Regions from separate parts of the Sus scrofa genome. Here all the other regions are linked to region 1. Evidence: chromatin contacts called from public HiChIP or PLAC-seq and promoter capture Hi-C data. All regions are on one chromosome and are shown on one strand. The core of a region is the stretch at or near the end of the contact, and the rest is flanking DNA. Distances in the headings are between cores, read along the strand shown. Region 1 holds the start of XRN1 (5'-3' exoribonuclease 1). Region 2 holds the start of CHST2 (carbohydrate sulfotransferase 2). Region 3 holds the start of RNF7 (ring finger protein 7). Region 4 holds the start of U2SURP (U2 snRNP-associated SURP motif-containing protein).

What was found. Promoter capture Hi-C pulls out the DNA fragments that hold promoters and counts their contacts. HiChIP or PLAC-seq counts read pairs in DNA pulled down with a chosen protein or histone mark.
Region 2: a contact with region 1 is called in an H3K27ac HiChIP or PLAC-seq map of alveolar macrophages. The contact joins the promoter of CHST2 here to the promoter of XRN1 in region 1. A contact is called at or near these places in 1 of 5 promoter capture datasets (fetal skeletal muscle) and 1 of 2 datasets of contacts at active chromatin or transcription factors (alveolar macrophages).
Region 3: a promoter capture Hi-C map of liver shows a contact between it and region 1, with 7 times the contacts expected there. The contact joins the promoter of RNF7 here to the promoter of XRN1 in region 1. A contact is called at or near these places in 2 of 5 promoter capture datasets (fetal liver and liver), 5 of 47 Hi-C or Micro-C datasets (alveolar macrophages, brain, liver and 2 more) and 2 of 2 datasets of contacts at active chromatin or transcription factors (alveolar macrophages and skeletal muscle).
Region 4: a contact with region 1 is called in a promoter capture Hi-C map of liver, with 8 times the contacts expected there. The contact joins the promoter of U2SURP here to the promoter of XRN1 in region 1. A contact is called at or near these places in 2 of 5 promoter capture datasets (fetal liver and liver), 1 of 47 Hi-C or Micro-C datasets (heart right ventricle) and 1 of 2 datasets of contacts at active chromatin or transcription factors (alveolar macrophages).

What each region holds. Positions count from the first base shown.
Region 1 is chr13:83,171,610-83,176,550 of Sscrofa11.1, reverse strand. It overlaps XRN1 (5'-3' exoribonuclease 1), which reads left to right and starts at 2,054. Exons shown (of 44, transcript XM_005669915.3): 1 at 2,054-2,223. The coding sequence starts at 2,149. It overlaps ATR (serine/threonine-protein kinase ATR), which reads left to right. Exons shown (of 47, transcript XM_021069571.1): 47 at 495-1,036. The coding sequence ends at 668.
Region 2 is chr13:83,816,627-83,821,567 of Sscrofa11.1, reverse strand. CHST2 (carbohydrate sulfotransferase 2) reads right to left here and starts at 2,916. Exons shown (of 2, transcript XM_003358597.4): 1 at 1,908-2,916; 2 at 1-1,801. The coding sequence starts at 1,619. The coding sequence ends at 18.
Region 3 is chr13:82,545,952-82,550,892 of Sscrofa11.1, reverse strand. It overlaps RNF7 (ring finger protein 7), which reads right to left and starts at 2,418. Exons shown (of 3, transcript NM_001245011.1): 1 at 2,099-2,418. The coding sequence starts at 2,273. LOC102160777 (a long non-coding RNA gene) reads left to right here and starts at 2,453. Exons shown (of 3, transcript XR_001300354.2): 1 at 2,453-2,652.
Region 4 is chr13:83,702,401-83,707,341 of Sscrofa11.1, reverse strand. It overlaps U2SURP (U2 snRNP-associated SURP motif-containing protein), which reads right to left and starts at 2,841. Exons shown (of 28, transcript XM_013982108.2): 1 at 2,687-2,841. The coding sequence starts at 2,731.

The DNA of each region.
Region 1 (4,941 bases), core at 805-3,304:
ACCTGTGGTATGTGGAAGTTCCCAGGCTAGGGGTCGAAAGCCATATCTGCAACCTACACAACAGCTTGTGACAATGCGGGGTCATTAACCCACTGAGCATGACCAAGGATCAAACAGGCATCCTAACAGACATTATGTTGGGTTCCTAACCTGCTCAAATGTTTAAGCCCTAAACACTTTTCAGGGTAGATTTTTTTATATTATTATTTTTCTAGATTTCTAATGTGTAAGAGATTCCCTGCTATTTCACATAGTCCTGAAAAATGTCCAAACAGTTTATGTTAGATTAACATTGTAAGCCTCAGAAATCAGTATCTCAAGTTATTGTATTTGCTTCATTTCTTCTCTTTTGTCTGTATTTGCTCTTACAAAAGGGGTAATGATCAGTAAAATAGCATTGACATTTATTAAATCACAGAAAGGCAGTAATTCCAGTTCATAAACATCCATATATCATTAAGTCCTAATCCTTATGATTTTCAATTTCTTTTTAGGCTAAGACCCATGTACTTGACATCGAGCAGCGACTGCAAGGTGTAATCAAGACCCGAAATAGAGTGACAGGGTTGCCATTATCTATCGAAGGACATGTGCATTATCTTATACAAGAAGCTACTGATGAAAACTTACTATGCCAAATGTACCTTGGTTGGACCCCATATATGTGAAATGGAATTACTCCAAAGACTCTGTTAATAATCTAAATGTAATGTATTTGGTATTAATTTGTGGTTCTATCTATTCACTTCTAAAGTACAACATATGTTTATGTTCTCAGAGTAACTGATATTTCTCCCTGATTGTTAATAATATTTAAAATAATATATGTTAAGAAATAAACTGCTTTCTTAATATGTAGTGTGTATTATAACCAACCAGAGAAATGGAATATCATATGTTCTTATGCTCTGAAAAGATGTATTTGCAAGAAACAAGCCAGCCTAATTTCATTTTACAACTTTCACTGATTTTAAGTACTAGGATAAGGATTCATCTGAACAGCAAAAAATTATATTCAATAAATACTGTAGACAAAGCACTATGGTATATTTATGCACAGAGCTAGGTTCCTTGCTCTCTGGTAACTGTCTAGTTAGAGAGGTATAAATAGCACATCCTTAGGCTCACTTAATAAAACTGTTTTTTTTTTTTGTATAGTTGAAAATGTGGTGGAGGAAAAAAAACACATTAGCCAATTTGCGTGAATATCAAAACTATATAAATATTCTGTAATCTTGAAGATGCTGCCATGCCAAAAGTGTACTGGAATGCAGAATTCAGTGGTTTTGAGAAATAGCAATACTTAAAATTTCATGCGATTCTAAAATCTAAGAACTTTTTAATGTCATTAAATTTGGGGGCTACTATTGCAGAAGATTTTAAATAATTCATAATAATTACAAAGCAGGTTATTACATACAAATAAATGGAGAGCTTTTTATAACAAAGATAATTTCACTTAAATTCACATAGAATGCTGCCTTTTGTTAGAGCTGTAAGTGTGATGGGGAAAATATAGTAACCCAAGAAGTATAAATGTGAAAACTAAACATTACTTTCCTATCAAAGGCCCAATATTAAGAGTGAAGTAGGAAGCTGGGTGGGGGTGGAAGAGAGTTAAATTGTTTTTGGCAAATAACTTAGAAAAATTTTAAAAGAAACTCTGCTGTAGGTTTACAATGCGCGAAGAAAAAACAATTTCCCCTCACAGAAAAAAGTAAACCAAATAAATCACCAGACCTTTCCAAATGTGTGTTGAAAAGTAGTGAGAATGGTAATCGCAGGAGCCCGAAGCAGCCAGCACAAGACAGTGTTAAGCCGTCTCCGGAGGTTTTCACACCCTTCAAATCCACTTAGAGAGCGATCAACTGACGTTTTCAGAACTAAATTTAACACAAACGCTCAAAACCGCTTCCGCTTGCTTAGAGGTAACTACGCTAGCGGGGCGACGGCGGGTTAGAGCCGAGATAGACCCCGCCCCGGGATGCGGCCCGAATCCGGCCGCTCTAGCCACGGCGGGCGCTCTCTATGGTCGGGCGGGCGGTGTGTTGTCATCCGCGGAGCGACGGCCCGGAGGCGGCGGCGTAGGCCACGGCGGGGCGTTTGGTTTCGCTTTGGCCCTGACTGGAGTTAGTATTGACGGTCGAAATGGGAGTCCCTAAGTTTTACCGATGGATCTCTGAGAGATATCCCTGCCTCAGCGAAGTCGTGAAAGAGCATCAGGTGGGTGAGCAAGAGGGCTGTGGCTCGGGATGGCGGAGGACGTGGGGCGCCGCGGCCCTCCCTCCACCCTGGGACCCGGGCTCCCCAGCCTCCTCTTGCTCGTCGTCAGCTGGATGAGTGGCGAAGGGAGGGGAACAGAATGTTTGAGGACGCCCTGATGATCAGAGTGGGGGCGAAGACGCAGGTCGCCTTCCTGTGGGCAGAGTCGCGGGTATCGAGGCGGTTCTGACAGCTCCTGCCGGGGCAGGGCCTGTCGCGATTCCCCTTGATTTTCTCCCCCGGGGGCTGCAGGTTTCGTTTTCTTTATGGAGGTTTCGAAGCAGGAGTGGATGTCTTAGGACCTTCCCCCATCCCCTCCCAAAGCAACAGATCCACGTACAAACAATAATAACCACCTCCGCAGTTGAATCACCTTGTTTACTCAAGACCTGCATCCCGCCCCACCCCCAACGCCTAGACTTTTTTACGTGGCTGATGGTCCATATTTATGATACCTTTTGTTGTTCTTTTTCTATTACCGCAAGGACCATACGGCTCCCCTGTTCCAAAAAATACCTTTGGACGGGGCGGGGGCAGTTATTTGAAAGCTTCATGGCGCGGGGGGCGGGGGGAGACGAGGGGAGAGAGAAAGAAACATTGTTAGAGCATTCCTACTAGTAATACTAATATCCAGTGTATAGTGACCCCAGGGCATTGTTTATGTGCCGACTTCAAAAATGTAGTTTATATATTGGGGCTGCAGAAATAAATGGCAAGCAGACATCTATTAGGTAAAGTAGACTTTGGAACTAGTGTTTGGGAGTTTAAGTTTGGATACCTCTCATCCATTTTTTATTTTAAAGGAAAATAACCAGCTTTGAAATTTGTATAGCTAATTGAGTTAGTTGTGATGATAGCATTGTATTAATATGGGGGGAAATAATCCAGTGAACTCTGCTAAATTATTGTTTATTCTTTTTATTTTTATTATTTTTTGTTTATTCTTTTTAAAAAGTACTATAAGCATGAAGGTGGTTTAACTTCCAGAAAGGATTCTTTGTTGTTGGATTCTGATTGACTTGGTATATGAGGAAAAGCTTACCAAAAGTTCAAGAATGGTAGTTTGTCTTTAATTTACTCAAAACATGAGCTGAGTTAAATTTAGGGAAACATTTCTTTCCAAAAAAGAGGATAAAAGTGGTGACACCTGAATTGGGTTTTTTCCCTAGATCTTTCACTCAACAAATATTTGAGTACGTGCCATGCGTATCACTTTATCTCTAAGCTTAAAAAGTGTGTTTGCTATTAAGACTGACTTGATAGTACATAATCTCAGTAATATTTTTACTCTGTACTCTTTGGCACAGAATTTGGTTTGGTGTAAGGATCTTGGATTTTCTCTGTCTTGAAGCATTTTGTTACTGACAAAAATAAGTTAATTTTGTGATGTGAACATTAACAATAGGTTTAAAACTTGGTTCATTAAAGGGATGCCTTTCCAAAATGTTTGATTTTTGTCATTAATAGTGATAGAAAAAAAGCAAATATAAAGAGGTATCAGCTACTCTCTCAAGCAATGCTTAAAAGATGGTAATGCCTAAGTAAGTTACAGTGGTTCAAAAGCTAGTCCTTGGGGGGAGGGTTGGATGGAGGAGGGGGTTCTGGGAAGATGGTGGCAGTGGTAACACAGCATAGTTTTTTGTTTCTTTGACTCCTTATTTAAAAACAGAGGAGCTGGGGAGTTTCCATTGTGGCTCAGTGGTTAACAAATCCGACTGGGAACCATGAGGTTGCAGGTTCAATCCCTGGCTTTGCTCAGTGGGTTAAGGATCTGGCATTGCCATGAGCTGTGGTGTAGGTTGCAGACATGGCTCTGATCCGGCGTTGCTGTGGCTGTGGCGTAGGCCGGCGGCGGCTACAGCTTGGATTAGAACCCTAGCCTGGGAACCTCCATATGCCTCAGGAGCGGCCCTAGAAAAGGCAAAAACAAACAAACAAAAACAGAGGGACTAAATAGCAAAGTTTAAAATCCATAGAGCAATTACAACAAAACCATGTGACAGGATGTCCCCATGAACCCCAGGATACAAGTAAGTGAGGACAAACTACCAATAGCCTCTAGACCCAGTTGGTATTGGCATCTCTGCAAGAAGAATAAGGAAGCAGTGAGGCAACATCTGATGGACCTGAGAACAGAACTCCAGAATTTTCACTAAAAACCTATACAGGCCTATTCAATAGCAGTAGCTGAAACTGAGGGGATTTTAAAGGGCAGGAGCTGTGCAATTCCCTGTGAACCCTCAAAACTGACCTGCCAAGGCACCATTCTATAGCAGAGCCCACCCTAAGGAAAAACTGCTGGGAGCAAAATGAAATTTTATCAGGAAAGGGACAGGAGAAATAATAGAAGAACACTGAGATAAAAGTGGAAGAGGATTATTTACAGAGCTAAGGAATCTTAGAAAATGAGTCAAGCAATCCACCATATTTTCTTTAACATCCCCCAAAAATAGCAGAAGAGGGAGCTTTGTAAAATGAAAGCTTTCCTGAACCCCTCCTCATTCTAAAAGTTAAGGAAAATTAAATTTACATAAAAATGAACAATAGAAAAGTGTTCAGGTCAAATAGCATATAAAATTATTATGGTGGAAAGGAGGACAAAACAGCATTCCTGTAGATAACATTCCCACAGACAATAAAACTTTGCAGTAGAAACATGCACACAAAACAAACCAAACC
Region 2 (4,941 bases), core at 1,667-4,166, 640 kb before region 1:
TCTCCCGGGAACCACGCTCAGAGCCGGGGTTTCCGGAGCAGGGTCTTGCTGAGGTCTTTGACCTCCTCAGGGCTATTGACCCGCTCGTAGCCCAGCACGGCCATGGGCTGGTAGCAAAACTCCTCCACCTGTTTGATCTGCTGAAAGGTGAGGGCGGTCCGCCAGGCGTTGGCGGCCTGCGTGGCGTTGCGTGCGGACACCACGAAAGGCTTGGAGGAGGAGCCCGAGCCACTGGTCATGTTGAGGGCAAACTGCTCCATTTCAGGGCTCACCAGCAACCCCACAAAGTCGTACACCCTCCTTAGGGTCTTGACGGGGTCTCCCACCAGGTCCTCGTACCGCACCACCAGGTAGTGGCCTTGCAGCCAGTCAGGAGGCTGTAGGGCAGTCTGCAGCGTCTTGGCCATGCTGTTGCAGATGACCTCCATGGCGCCAAGGGCGTGGTAGTCGGCTGGCCCTCCTATGCCCTCCTTCTTGGCGCCCAGCTTGTGGCCAGCGGCTTCTAAGAAGGGCATGCGGTGGGCTCGCGGGTCCCGGCTGCGCACCACCTGTAGGCTTTCACGGATGAGTCCATGGCGCGAACGGATCCGTGAACTGGCAACAGCCCGGGGATCACGCACCAGGTGGATGACCTTGAGGTCCAGGGTGGGGTCGCGCAGCAGTGGCGCCAACACGGCCACATCAAAAACGCGCACGCCCTTGATGACCAGCGTGCGGTACTTTCGGCACTCCTCTTCGAAGCGCGCCAGGCGCTGCGGTGGGCACTTCTTGCACACGCGATCGTCCACCAGTCCCACGACCTCCTTGCGGTAGGCGGGGCAAAGCGGCGAAGAGCACACTACCTTGTTGGTGGCTGCTCCAAAAATGCCCAGAGTGGTGAGGTTGCGCCCCCCGCTGCCAGCGGGACTGTACAGCTGGAAGACCGAGAGGTCGCAGCGATAGAGAGCGCTCAGCATGTCCCGTGCCGCCCCTTGCAGGGAAACGGCGTCCCCTGGATACAGTTTTTGCCACACGTGCCACACTGGTTCATAAAGGAAGAATACCTCGGGGTTCTGGTTGAAAAGCTCGCCGAAGAAGGACGAGCCTGAGCGCCACGTGGTGAACACGTACACCAACTGTCTCTTGTCCCCGCCGCCGCCCCCGGTGCTGCTCCGAGTACCATTACCCGAAGAGGCTGCGGCCCCCGGAGCCCCCGCCCCGGCTGCCGGAGCCGCCCCGACGGCTGCAACGGGAGGGCGATGAGGGGTACGGGGGTCCAAGCGGGTGTGCGCGTGTGGCGGCACTGCCGGAGGAGGCCCCGGGCGCCCCCAGCCGCCCCCAGCACCTCCTGCCGCCGCAGCACCCAGCGGCCCGTCGGGGTTGCACTGCTGCAACGGCTCCTTGTGCCACTTGTAGTCCAGGAGGTTGAGCATGGTGAGCACCAGTAGCAGCGCGTAGCCCGCGCACAGCACCAGTGCCTTCCTGCGGAACACCTTCATTCCGAGCGGGGACGCGGGCCAGCGGCGACCCGGGCGCCGGGGCCACGGTGGGAGCAGGGCGCGCGGCCCGGCGGCAGGCGCGGCCGGGAGCAACCGGGGGGGCGCGCCCGCGGGAAGGGCTCGCGGCGGGCTGCGGCTCATCACAGGCACAGCCCAGGCCGGCAGCGCGGCGGAGGCGGCCCTGCAACCCGGGAGGGGGACGCAGCGGCCCGGCTTCGGACGCGGGGACTTGGGCCGCGGCTCCGAGGTGGGCACGGCAGCAGCGGCGGCTGGTCCCCGGCGCCTAGGGTTGGTTCTCCCATGGCAGCGGCTCCGAGAAGGACCTACGAGGGGAAGCGGAGTAAGTCGATGCTCCCCAATCCTCCTCCCCAGCCTCCACCTCCTCCTAAGTAACGCCCACCCTCGGGTCTGCCTGGCTCCCCAGCTCACCTGGAGCCGCAGGCGCGCCCCGGAGCGGCCCGGGATCACGGCCCGGCTGTCTGTCCTGCTGTCACTCGTTCCTCGATTTCTCAAGCGCTGTTTTCCGCTCGGGGTCCCCTGCCTCCGAGGGGGTCGCGGGAATCCGCAGCCCAAGCCCTGGGCAGAGTTTCCTGGCAGCAGGCGCCCTGAGGCTGGGGAAGGGAAACTTTCAACGGGCCTGGAGCCCTGCTCTGCCCTCCGCTAAGCCCACTGCGACCGGCTCCAGCGGCGTCGCCGCCGCCCTCTCGGGACAGTAGCTTCCTTCCTCGCTCGGGGCGGGGGGGTGAAGCTGGCCGGGGGAAGTTGGGGGGAGGGGGCTTAAACCGGACCCAGCTCCAGGCAAAGCGGCTCCGCCTCTCTCGCTCTCGGCCTCTGCGCCCCGAATCTTCCCATCTCTCGGAAGGCTGTAGATGGGGCGCAGTGCGACCCTGCAGCGGCGGCGGCAGCAGCTGCTTCTTCCATCACCCAGAGGATGCCCGAGCGGGCATTGCCGGCGCCCCCGCCGCTCCGCAGCCTCCGACTGGCCCAGAAATCCCCTACACACAGCTCTAAGCAAAAGAGCTGGGGTCCGCAGCTCCCTTGCCCGCCCCGCCCCCCGGCACCAGCCTCTTCGGGCCAACGAGAAATCCGGACTGAGAAAGCCCCAGCCGCAGCCGCTGCCACCGCCGCGCGAAAGCGGCGCCTGGGAGGATGCTGCTACCCGACTCTCCCTACGCCGAGCGGCTGCAACGCGCTCGGGCCAGCCTCTGCACGGCTCCTGCCAGCAGGCGCCGGGTTGGTGCGCGCCACCGTCTATCCTTGGGACTCCTCCCCTTTCACCGCGCTGCGCTCCTCCTCCGCGCGTCCCGCGCCCGCCCCCGACTCAGCGCCCGGCTCCCGCCGCCGACGCCTTGGGGGTTGGAGATGCGGGGACCAATTTATAGCGGCGTCGCTCCGGCCGCCATCCGCGCGGTGGAGGCCGTAGCAGTCCGTGTGCTGAGCGCCAGGGCGCTGACTCGGGGGTTAAGAGCGCTCCGGCGCCCCGACCTCTGAGAAACTTGGATTCTGCTCGCCGCTGCCGGGCTCAATCGTCCGTTTTTGCTCTCGGAAAGAGTTGGTGATAAAGTTTGGACAAATCCCGCAGCGGCCTCCCACGCCGCTCTTCCCCCGGGTCGGCACGGCTGGGCCCCTCCGGGAACTGAGGACGCACCCGCGCCCCGGAGAGCTCTGGTAACGCCGAGCGTCGCTCTCAGGTTCCCACTCCCCGCTCGTCAGTTCCAACTAGCCTGAGGCTTCTCGCTCACCGAGGAAGTAATAAATCTTTCTGACCCCGAGGTTAAAGAAGATGCTTCAGTTTTCCGGAGGAGTGTGCCGGCGGGGCTTCTTCTCGCTTTACTCCACCTATGGAGAGAGCCTGTTCGGTCTTATTACGCCCCCAGCAGACGCTCTCCCCATCTCATCTCGTGATGATGCGTTCGCTGTGACTGATGTCCTCGGGAACGAACTGGGGTGATGGGGCATCAGGGGTGACTCTGTTCTAATTTACCGTAAAATACATGTCTTGCTTTTTGGTTTTAGAAATGAGATCAAGCGATTTGACCTTAAAGGAAACGCCGTTGTCGGATCATATTTAGTAGATCGTGTTTAGTTGGTTTAAGTATTACCCCCCCGCCTTTTTTTTTAATAAGGAACAGCTTTCTCTTCCTCTCTCTTCTCCCTGCCTCTCCCTTTCTCGCTCTCTCTCCGTCCCTCCCCCCTCGCCCCTCTCTCTCTTCTCATCCCCCCTTCATCAGAAGAGGCTAAGCCGTAGCTTAAAATTCATCCCCGAAATGAAGACAGTTATAAGCGTCTACAGTAGTAATTGAACGGTGAGAGGAGTTAGATACCCAGGTAATTAAACCTTACTTGAGCCCTTGGCTGAAGAGCTACGAATCGCTACCGGTCCTGAAGCTCATCGGCCTTTGGTAAGGCGTTTTTGTTGCCTCCTGTCCCAAAAGAGTTTTTAGAAGTTGACAAAGTTACTGCAGATTTATCTTTGTACTATATGGGCCAGCCTCTCTCAGCCAGAATGTCCTTCTAAATTTAAAATGTTATTGTTTGCGCCGTTACTACTCTTCAGTGAGTCTTAACAGAATCTTCGGAGTGCTAGGACTCTTAGAAAGTGACTTAATTCATATGAGTCTTCCGGGTAGAAAATGTTTCAAAACCTTGACTTGGCCTTGTTCGCCAGAAAAATGCATAATGCTGTAGGTAAAATTCAGATTTCCACACACATCCCCACCGCCATGGTTCTGATAGAATGTAAGAGTGAGATGGTTCTAGGACAGATTTTATGCAAATAGAAGGAGAAGAGTAGAGGTGGAATTTTATATGCAGCTTGCTCAAGTAGCGTCAGGACAGACAGACGTTTTTAATCCCTATTTACAAACTAAGGTGATAATTTAATGATTTACCATCTCTCCATTTCTGGACCCACCCACATCACTTTCTGAGCTTTCTCTAGCCCTGTCCCTTCTTTCCTCTGTCCTTTCCCCAAAAAACTAAAGGGATATTGACAAGTTAAAAGACTGATGAGTGAGTTCCCCTTGCGGTGCAAAGTAAAGGTATCCGACTAGGAACCATGACGTTGTGGGTTCTATCCCTGGCCTCCTTCAGTGGGTTAAGGATCCATCGTCATTGCCATGAGCTGTGGTGTAGGTCACAGATGCCGCTCAGATCTGGGGTTGCTGTGGCTGTGGTTTAGGCTGGCAGCTGTAGCTCCAATTAGACCCCTAGCCTGGGAACCTCCATATGCCGCTGGTGCGGCCCTTAAAAGCAAAGGAAGTTGGGAGGAAAGAAAAATCTCAACCTTAGTATTCAGCATGGTTGAAAAATAATGTCTAATATTTAAAATTTAGTCCCTAGCTTTGTGGTTACTCAGAAAGCATGTGAATTGCAGTTATTTGATTTAAGGACCCTTTTCTCAAAAATTGTTTGCATAGAAACAATTTTGTCTGCAATTTTGTAACACTTTACTAAAGTTGGC
Region 3 (4,941 bases), core at 1,169-3,668, 630 kb after region 1:
ACAAATCATTTAGATGTATGAGATGAATTCTGAATTCCAAATATTAAGGAAGTGGGATTAGATAGGCTCTTTGTAGAATCTAAAAATCTCTGAATTATGCTTATAGCTTTGATTTAATTATTTAAAAAAAAAACAACTGACCTAAATGTATAAAAATTCCTAAAGTTTCAGATAAAAGAAAACATTTTTCCTTTGGTGATATTCCTAATATCTAAAACAGCACATTTCTAAGGAGTACAATAACAGTAACACCTTTAAGAATGACGCTACCCTAAGGATTGGCAAGTCTATAAAACTTCCTTCTGCCGTCACCTGACCACTAAGTGGATTTTAACACCTTATAATCAAAATATAGAGGTCTAGTCCAGAATACTTTCCTGAATCCAAAGTACAGCTGTTGTAAATCTGCAACATTAATCCACAGTAGCGGAATACTTGCTATAATTAGAAAGTTAATGTGCCTGTTAAGTCATTTAGAGCCCATACTTTGACCAGGAAGGTTTATTTGCTGCCAAATTTCAACCATTATTTAAAACTCTGCATTTCTATTTACAAATTTAAAATTTTTCCCTGGGGAGAAGAAGAAAATAACCTTTCAGAAAAACCTCTTTTTTTAATCACTTAGGGGATAAAATTTTTAACAAAGTTTTTTCTCATAAAAGAACAAAAATTGTTTGGATAAGTCAAAAATGCCACTCAAAGCAGAAATTATGATTTCAGTTTTTAAGTAAGGAGTAGGGTAAGGGGGCTGTATTGCAGGCCAATAAACAAGGTATTTTTAAAACCTAATATGCAAAACACGTGGATCATGTCTGAAATAAAATTCTTTTAAAAGTAAAAAAATAAATATATGATATCTCATTGTTGTAAATCTGCTTTTAAAATGAGTCCTTATTTTATGAATAAAAAACAAGAAAACATACTACAGAGAGGGTAAATGAAGAAACCTCTTGATTCTGGCAGTTCTGAATTTTCATTCCTCAAGAAGGGAGAGTGATTTTTTTTTTTTTTTTAGATTTTATTTTTTCTTTTATAGTTGATTTGGTTCCTAGTCGGATTCATTTCTGCTGCGCCACGAAGGGAACTCCTTATAGTTGATTTGAGAGCAATTTTTGAGTTATTTTCTCCAAAACTCTGATTTTTCGGTTTAAGATGTAAAAGCTTTCAAACTATAGAAACCTCGGTTTCATTTAAGATGCTCTCACAGTGATTTTAAATGCCCTATTAAAAAAAATAAGGATGCATTTAAACAGCATCTCTTTTTCAAGGTGTTCTGAGATCTTAGAACAGAAACCATATAAAATATAACAGGATGAAGCTGTCCCGAAAGGTTTCACTTGGTCCAATATTTTTAAAAAAATTTATAGAAAGAAGTGACTTATTTGTAAAAGAAAATTCTCCACAAAGGCCTATCAGGACACTGTCTTCTCCAGGAAATGGCATCCTTTGATAGCGTAGGGCCAGGAATGAGATTAAAATTTATGTTTCTGAATAAAGGGCTTAACATTCTTCTTCAAGACAAGCTACTGCCATCTGACCAGTCTTGAATCATCCAAGTTTTAAAGCCAGCAGAACAGTAGCTAATCCCGAAAGGCAACAGCTAGGGACACTTCTTTCCTGCGCCTCTCCGGAACAAGACTAAGAGTCATTACTGTGGAAGATGACTCCAGAGCATCACTCTGGTGTGTGAAAAGAAGCATTAAAACGACCCGCTGACTCAGGGCCTTGACCGTGACCTCTACAGTTTGCTTTTAGAAAAGGGTGGCGAGGTTGGGCCCACAAACCAAAGTGGTGCCTCGCAGCTCCCATCAACTCACCTACTTTTATTGTCTTGACCACACCCATCACTACCTGAAATTACCTTTTTAACTGCCCTGCTTTCCACCTGTTTCGTTCCCCAGACTACCAGTCCCCGTCGCCGGCCGCAGCCCTCCGACTAGCAGCAGCACGGGCGTGGCCCCAGTCTTTCGCTCCCAGGCAGGGCGACCCCGCCCCTATACCTCCAGGAACAGTCTCTCCGAGGCTCGGTGTGTCCCACGGGCCGGAGCTGGGCCCGCGGAGGCCGCAGCACAGCCAGGGTCTCGAGTGCAGCGCTTACCCATCACCTGGACCCTGCAGATGGCGCACGTATCGCACTCCACGTCCCAGCTCCACATGGCCACCGCGTTCCACTTCTTCAGAGAGAACATCTTGTCGCCTCCCGACTTGGTTCCTGAGCTACCGGAGTGAGAGGACAGGGCGCAGGGCTCCTCGCCGTCTTCCACGTCTGCCATGGCGGCGGCGCGAAGCCGGCGGCGGAGACGTTAGGTTGCGGAAGGCGGGCGACTATGGCGGCTCCCTGGGGCCCCTCGCCGGGCCACAGCGCCGCCCGCAGGCTGCGGGCCACCGTGGGGCCTACGACGGAGGCCGCCCGAGACTGGCTGGCGCGTCCCAGTGACGTCACCGCCCCCGCGCCCTGGGCCCGGCCCGCTCCGACTCTTTGGCCAAGAATGGGCGCCGCGCTCAGGAGGGTTGCCGGTGCAGGAAGCAGGTGTTCTGCTTTATGCCTTCGTGACCCTTCTGGCTCTCACAAGTTGTCATATTGATGTACTCCCTTCCTAAATGAAAACGCCATCGGAGCGAGGACGTGACTTGATCACCACCTTCTCCTGGGTATGTGAAAAATGCCTGGCCTCAGGAGGGGTAGTTATTTGTTGAGTGAATGAATGACTATCTTTTAGAAATCTGGTTCAGCCGTTCTCAAACTTTTTGGTCTTGGCACCCCTTTACACTTAAGAATCACTGGAACATTAAAGAACTTTCGGTTTGTAAAATATGTGTACACACAAACACACACTTTTTTTTTAAGAAATACGAAAAAAATTTTAATGTATTCACTTAAAAAATAACCATAGGAGTTCCTGTTGTGGTTAAGCGATGAGGAACCCGACTAGTATCTAGTATACATGAGAATGCAGGTTCAATCCCTGGCCTTGCTCAGTGGATCGGTGTTGTTGTGAGCTGTGGTGTAGGCTGGTAGCTGTATCCGATTCAGCCCCTAGCCTGGGAACTTCCATATGCCACAGGTGTGCCCCCACCCCCCGCCCCCGCAAGGAAAAGCAATAAACCCATTACAAGTAATCATTAGAACAAGGATATCACATATCTTGTAGCTTTTATAAAACTCCACTGTATACTCACAGGAGAAAGTGAAGAGAAATAGCGGTGAATATTGTTATGCAAATACTTTTGACCTTGTTTCCCCTGAAAGGATCCCAGGAACCCCCGGGGACCACACTCTGAGAACCTCTATCTAGTCCAACATCCTCCTTTTATTGATAGGAATGTTGAGGTCCAGAAAAATAAGATAAAGACACACCATTATTCCCTAAAGGTAACTGTTTTGAATCCAGGGTTCTTCTGCATCTAGCCCGGGGTCATATTATTATGTTTTCCCAAGCAAAGCAGATAACATCTCTATTTAAATAAGAAAGCTGTGGTATGGAGAGCCCACGAAGATGCCTGATCACCACTACCACCTAGTGGTGGACACCTGCTGTGTCGGGTTTGGAATTCAGAGCCTCCCACCTTTTCCTACTGGGCCTCATCCCCTCCTCTCCTGATGTCTGGATGGGGGCTAGAAGCTCCAGAAATCTGGCGGAGGAGGCAAGGAAGCATATATGTGTGAAAATATAAATGTGGATACATTTGGGTCACATTTGGCTAGATGCTGATGGAAGAGGTGACGTTTGAACTGGGGGAAGATGGGAGGCATCGGAGGCCCGGAAGTGGGTGGAGAAAGCAAACCTCTGCAAGGCTGTCAGGTTGAACAGAGCAGTAGTAGTGGTGGCAGATGTAAAGTTGACCCCACTAAGTTTATGAGCCAGACAAAAATGCCTGTAAACAAACCCAGATGAACCATAAAGGACACACATTTTACTCACATTAAGCTACCACACATCTGACTAGAGATGCTATAAATGCCAGATAGTTAATTTAAAAAAGAAGGCTAGAACCAGATGAGGATAAAATGCCCCCAGTTGGGGGGAACTGGGCAGTTTGAAAGAGAAAAGGAGGGAACTCAGATGAAAGGCTAGAGGATGATTAAGAATGAGAAATGGTAGGAGTTCCCTCTCATGGCTCAGTGGGTTAAGGACCTGGCATTGTCACTGCTCTGGCTCAGGTTACAGCTGTAGTATGTTCAATCCCTGTCCCTTCTGCATGCCCTGGGTGTGGCCAAAAAAGAAGGGGACAAGGAATGGTACATGCTTATGCCTCATCTGAACCTCTTCACTCTGTTCCTGGCTTATTGTGTCCTGACTTCTTGTCTGGCCTCCCCATTCAATCTAAAGTGCCTGTTTAATCTGCTTAGATCCCCCTTTCCACCTGACACTAGCCTGCTCAAAATGTTCCATGGCTCTCCATTATCATCAGAACAAAATCTAAATGTCCCAGCTGGTCCTTTAAATCCTGCCACAGTATGGCCCCAACCTACCTTTCTAATGTTATCTCCAAGCACTCCTCTCTGAGACCCTCATCAGATTAGTTGATTCAGCCATCCAAAGACACCTTAGACTCTTCTCTTCCCCCGACTCCATTTAACATCTCTGGAAGTGGTCAGAACCTCCCTCTGTCTGCTCTAACTACATTGCGTTTGCTGTGAGGAAAACTAATTTTCGTGTCCTTACTGACCACTCTTTGCTACTATTTATGCATTCCTCCCAGAAAAATCATAGCGCTTATTGTGTTTCTTCCACTCTTTTGGCACTAGGTCACATAACAACCAAACAGTGCTGTTACTGATGATTATCAAACAATTTTGAGTTTTTACAAATTGATAGCTCATAAGTGATAAGACCTTTAAAATAGGAAAATGAGTATTCAGTGGGAAAAAAAGCAAGCACTGTCAATAGAGTCTCCAGAAATTGCTCTGTATGTACTAACAAACACAGAGCACATCAA
Region 4 (4,941 bases), core at 1,592-4,091, 530 kb before region 1:
CACGTGGTCTCTTCATTAGGTGACTACACGTAAAGATTAAATCATTTGACTACATATACTTGAAACAATTTTAAAAGCAAGAAGAAACTAGCTAATTTAACATGTTATAATTAAGACACATCAAATAATTTTGCCATTGTCATTGGCAAGAATCTGTTTATTTTTAAAACTTCTTCTGAGATATAATTGACATAAAACACTGTATTAGATTCAGGTATACAGCATGATGATTAAATATCTGTATACACTACAAAAACATCACCACAATAAGCCTGGTTAATAGCCATTTGCCTTACAGTTTTCTTCTTGTGATGAGAACTAAGATCTACTCTCAGCAGCTTTCAAACATGCAATACAGTAGTATTAAAGACTGTCGCCATGCTGTACATTACATTCCCTTGTACATTTTTAAGCTTAACATTTTTCTCAGTGTCTAGAAGTATGATTAACAAGCATCTCTGACCATATCAATAGGAATTTAATAACTACAATTTAACAAAGAGTAAGAAAGCACAAAACTGAAGAATCTGTTCACTCCCTCTGTATTGTAGTAGAATAATCCTCACTCATCTAAACTCCCCACAGGAAAGGAAATCAAACTAGAGAGCAAAGGCTAGAAATTCCAAGTACTGAAAGTATTAGCAAAAATGATCTTAAACTCTCTCCAATAAATTCTGGACTTGGGTTAGAAATAAAAAGCAGCAATGTGGATAGTCATTATGTTAACTAATGACCTAGATTCTAAATCTCAGCATTAGAACTTATCCTGATATTTTGAAAAGTAAATACTTTTCATTTCCTCTAAGAACAAAAGGGAAAAGCAAAGGAACTAAGAGTTATTCACTCATTTAACCTTTACGTCAACCCTGTAGAAAAAGAGATTATATCCACATTACCAACAAGGAAGTTGAGGCTCAAAAGTTTAAGCAATTTGCGACATCATAAATAAAGTACCAAGTCAGAATTTGAATCCAAATCTCGACTTTGTTATCAAAATCCATAATCTCTCCACTACCTCGTGTACCCTCCATATTAATGCAAAAAACCATATCATTTGAGCCCTACTATATTTTACAGACATCGTAGGAAACCTCTTAATCACATCAATTGACGATAATCTAAAGCAATACAAACTGAAAAGATTCCTGGCAGATTCAACAATTTACACTTACCAAAAAAAAAAAAAAAAAAGCCATATACAACCCTGACAAATACTCTTAGAGAAGGCTGAACATATGCTTTAAAATGTTTTCAATGTATCCAAGGCCTCAAATAGGAGATACTAAAGTATTATTTTGAGAAGAAACAAAAATAGTGACGCTTACCGGTGAATTTTATGGATGTGGCTAACTTTGGTAATCGTTCCCTAACAGTAAACAGGGCTGTTTTTCTGATGAGTCTGCTGAGGAAGTGGGCAGAGTGATGTACCCAACTACTCCCCTCCTCATCAAGGGGAAATTAAGTGGGGAGAGGAGAAACAAGGAGTAAACGCAGAACGTAAAGCAGCCAATACTGGCCTTCTATCATAGCCTCCACACAACTAAAGGATTTCTGGTAAATCCATTACTAATTACGAACTAATTATAGACGTCATGCACCAAATGGCATAAAGATTATGATTAGAAACTGAGAAAGCAAGTATATAATAGGTTATATTTCCCAAAACAAACTGCACACACAGAACTAGCCCCGTCTACAGTAAACTTAACTTCCTAGTAACCGACTTGCAATTCATACACACTCTTTAAGATGTGTATTACACAATTTCTTACATCAGCATAGAAAAGCTTAACAACTACTTTGGGCACTATCTACTACTTTTAATATCGTTTTGAAAAAGAAACTCAAAGCAAAAACGATTAAATGACCCGTCCAAGATGGCAACTGGTGCCAGATGCTAATCACAACCTAAAGCTAAACTACTCCCACAGCTCAGTGGTTTCACAATACTTGCACACGATTCCCTGTACACTCAAAAGCAACTTATGAAAGTTCTCCTTTCGGGAGGTGATGAGGACCCCGAGTCCTCGAAAATGAGCCCTCCAAAGAAGCGTTCATTTCATACTTCCCCTTAAGGGAGGTAAGACCACGTGTAGAGCGTAGCATTAACCTTGGTGATGCAGCACCGCAAAGGAGAACTGCTCCCGCCTCTGCATTTCCCACCCCGCGTCCCTCCACTATAGGGCCTCCCCTCACAATCTGCAGCCCTAGAGATTATTTATTCCCTGCAGGACGTGAGGGAAATTGAAGGAGGCCAGAAGCGTACGAGATCCAAACCCCAAAGAACCGAGGAAAGAGAAGTAGACCTTAAGTACCGGGAAGTGATTCCCGCCTCTCCTAGACTCTGTCCCGGAGCTTCAGAGCGCAACAAGCTGAAATACAGAGGCGCGTTTTCCTGGCGTCAGACCTCAGTGTAAATCCCTGACTTCACCCCAGTGGTAAGCGCGGGGCGAACTACTCATGCCACCTGCCCCGGGCCCGCCAGCCTCGAGCCGAATCCAGGCTGGGACCGAGGGGAGATACCAGGCCTCTCAACCTGCGCACCACGGTGCGTCTGCGCCCCGGCCTACCGTCGCGACCGGAACGCGGACTTCCACCCCAATCTCCTCCCGCTGGCCAGAAGTGTCTGTAGTCTCCAGACGACAGTGATAGACTCAATGACTCACGAAGTCCTTTAAGAAATTACCTTTGAACTGGCCTTCTGAGAGCCGCCTGGCGTTTTGTCCGCCATCTTGAGCTTTGCCCCTCCTTCGGCGGCGGCAGCAGCAGCACGGGCGAGTCGAACGCCGAAAGACTGGATCTCAACACAGCCCGCCAGAGGCGCCTGCAAGGCTGAATAGTCGATTGCCGACTATTCAAGGGGAAGTGGCCACGTGACTTCCGGTGTCGGTCTTCTTTTTTTTTTTTTTTTTCCAGCCCTGCCCACTCTGCTGAATATCTGTGGGCGTCTCCCTGGCGGGTTGCTTTCTCCGCCGGAGAATTTAGGGAATCTTGTCCAGGCTTTCAGGGCTGGTTGGAATGCACCCTTTTCTCAGTGCCAGCCCTTGATAGGCGCGAACTAGTTGCACTTGCTGGATGAGTTAGGGAAAGCCTTCTTAAAGAAGAAATGCATGGGTCAGCCGGGAGGAGTTTTTACTTCGACTCAAGTAAACCTGGAGCCAACAGGAGAGTGGGCTGAGGTATGGTGCTCCATGGACAAAGATGGTGTTCCCGCCACCTCTGGCTCTCATCCCCTAGGGGGAAAGGCAAACTTGCGGTCTGTTCAAGTTACTTTAAAATGCAGTGGTGCCGAGAAGCAGAGCAGGGCAGCTTTTGACCCAAGCTGAGATTCCAGCAGTGGGGTTGTTGGATAGTCTGTTTAAGGCGTCTGCAAAATGGGTGCGTGGAGAGAAAGGATGCATGAGAGAAAAATCATAAGCAGACGATAGTCTAAATCTAGCATTCATATAAGTTATTATTTAAAATTTTTTTTATTTCGGAGTAGATTTACAATGTTGTGTTTTGGGTGTACAGCAAAGTGGATTCAGTTACATATATACAGTTGTGTGTCATTTAAGAGACTTATAGGAGTTCCCATCGTGGCTCAGGGGTAACTAACCTGGCTGGGATCCATGAGGAAGCAGGTTTCATCCCTGGCCTCACTCAGTGGGTTAAGGATCCATCCTTGTGGTGAGCTGTGGTGTAGATTGCAGATGCAGCTCAGATCTTGCATTGCTGTGACTGTGGCTTAGACCAGCAGCTGTAGCTCAGATTCTGCCTCTAGCCTGGGAATGTCCATATGCCACACCTGTGGCCCTAAAACAAAAAAAAAAAAAAACAAGATAAAAGAGTTACATTTTACAGTTTGGTATTGCTTTCATTTTTAATCACAAATAGAGGAGAGTAACCATACTTCAGTGCTCTTTTCTTTCTTTTTTCTTTCTTTCTTTCCTTCTTTAATAGGATCTGTATTCAAAGAAGGAAAGCTTGCTTGAGGAGGTCATTCCTGAGCCAAACCAGGCAAAGAAAATGGAAAGAGCTTTCCAGGCAAAGGAAGTACTTGAAACAAAATCCGATGGCATGAATCAATATAGCCCAACTGTGCAGTCACAGTAAGCAGTCACGTTGTATTAGACCAGGTGTAGGGCTGGAGAGGTGGATGGAAGCAAGCTCACACAGGGCCCTGAGGTAACCACTGTGCTTGGGGAGTTAGAATTCTATTCTGAGGGCAAAGAGTAGCCTTCAACAGAATTAAGTAGGGCTGTGATGTCCAATTTTAAGCTTTAAAAGATTGAGCACTAGAGGAAGAAGAAGGGTTCATGACCAACTCCTGAAGTCATTTATTCAAAGTATTTTTGAGTCCCGCTTGGTATATAAAAGCCTACATGGAGTATTGAAAGGCTTACAGAGGCAAAAACACGGTGTCTTCATATGATTTAAGACTAACAGGAATGGGGGAAAGAAATGAGGAAAAGCAAACTAACACTGGAGAATTCAACTGATGCTTCAAGGAAGGATCACCAGCTGTGGGAACTTTTCAAGAAGTAATTAATTCTGGAGGTAGGGATGGGGGTAAGGAGATGGAGGAGGTTTAAAACCAAAGGGAAGGAAGCATTTGAGCCAACTCTGAAGAAGTAGAATATTGTCTGTTGGATGGTGTTGGGGGAAAGGGAGGGGAAGTTGGGGAAGTAGTGAGGGACGCCCTTAGAACAGGATCTGACACATGGAAAGACTAAAAATCATGTGCCAGGCACTGAGGAATCAGCAGGCTAGGAAGGACTCCTATTTTATGTGGGAGATGGGGTTTGAAGAACAGAGAGTAAACAAACAGGAAATCATCAGAAAGTTACACGTGCTCTACATTGAATGGGAGTGATGCTTTGCAACCTCCAGTCCTATTAAATTTATTTTCAAGCCCAGATTTTTTCAGTTCTGGGCTTTCCACTCTCACCTTCATCCTAG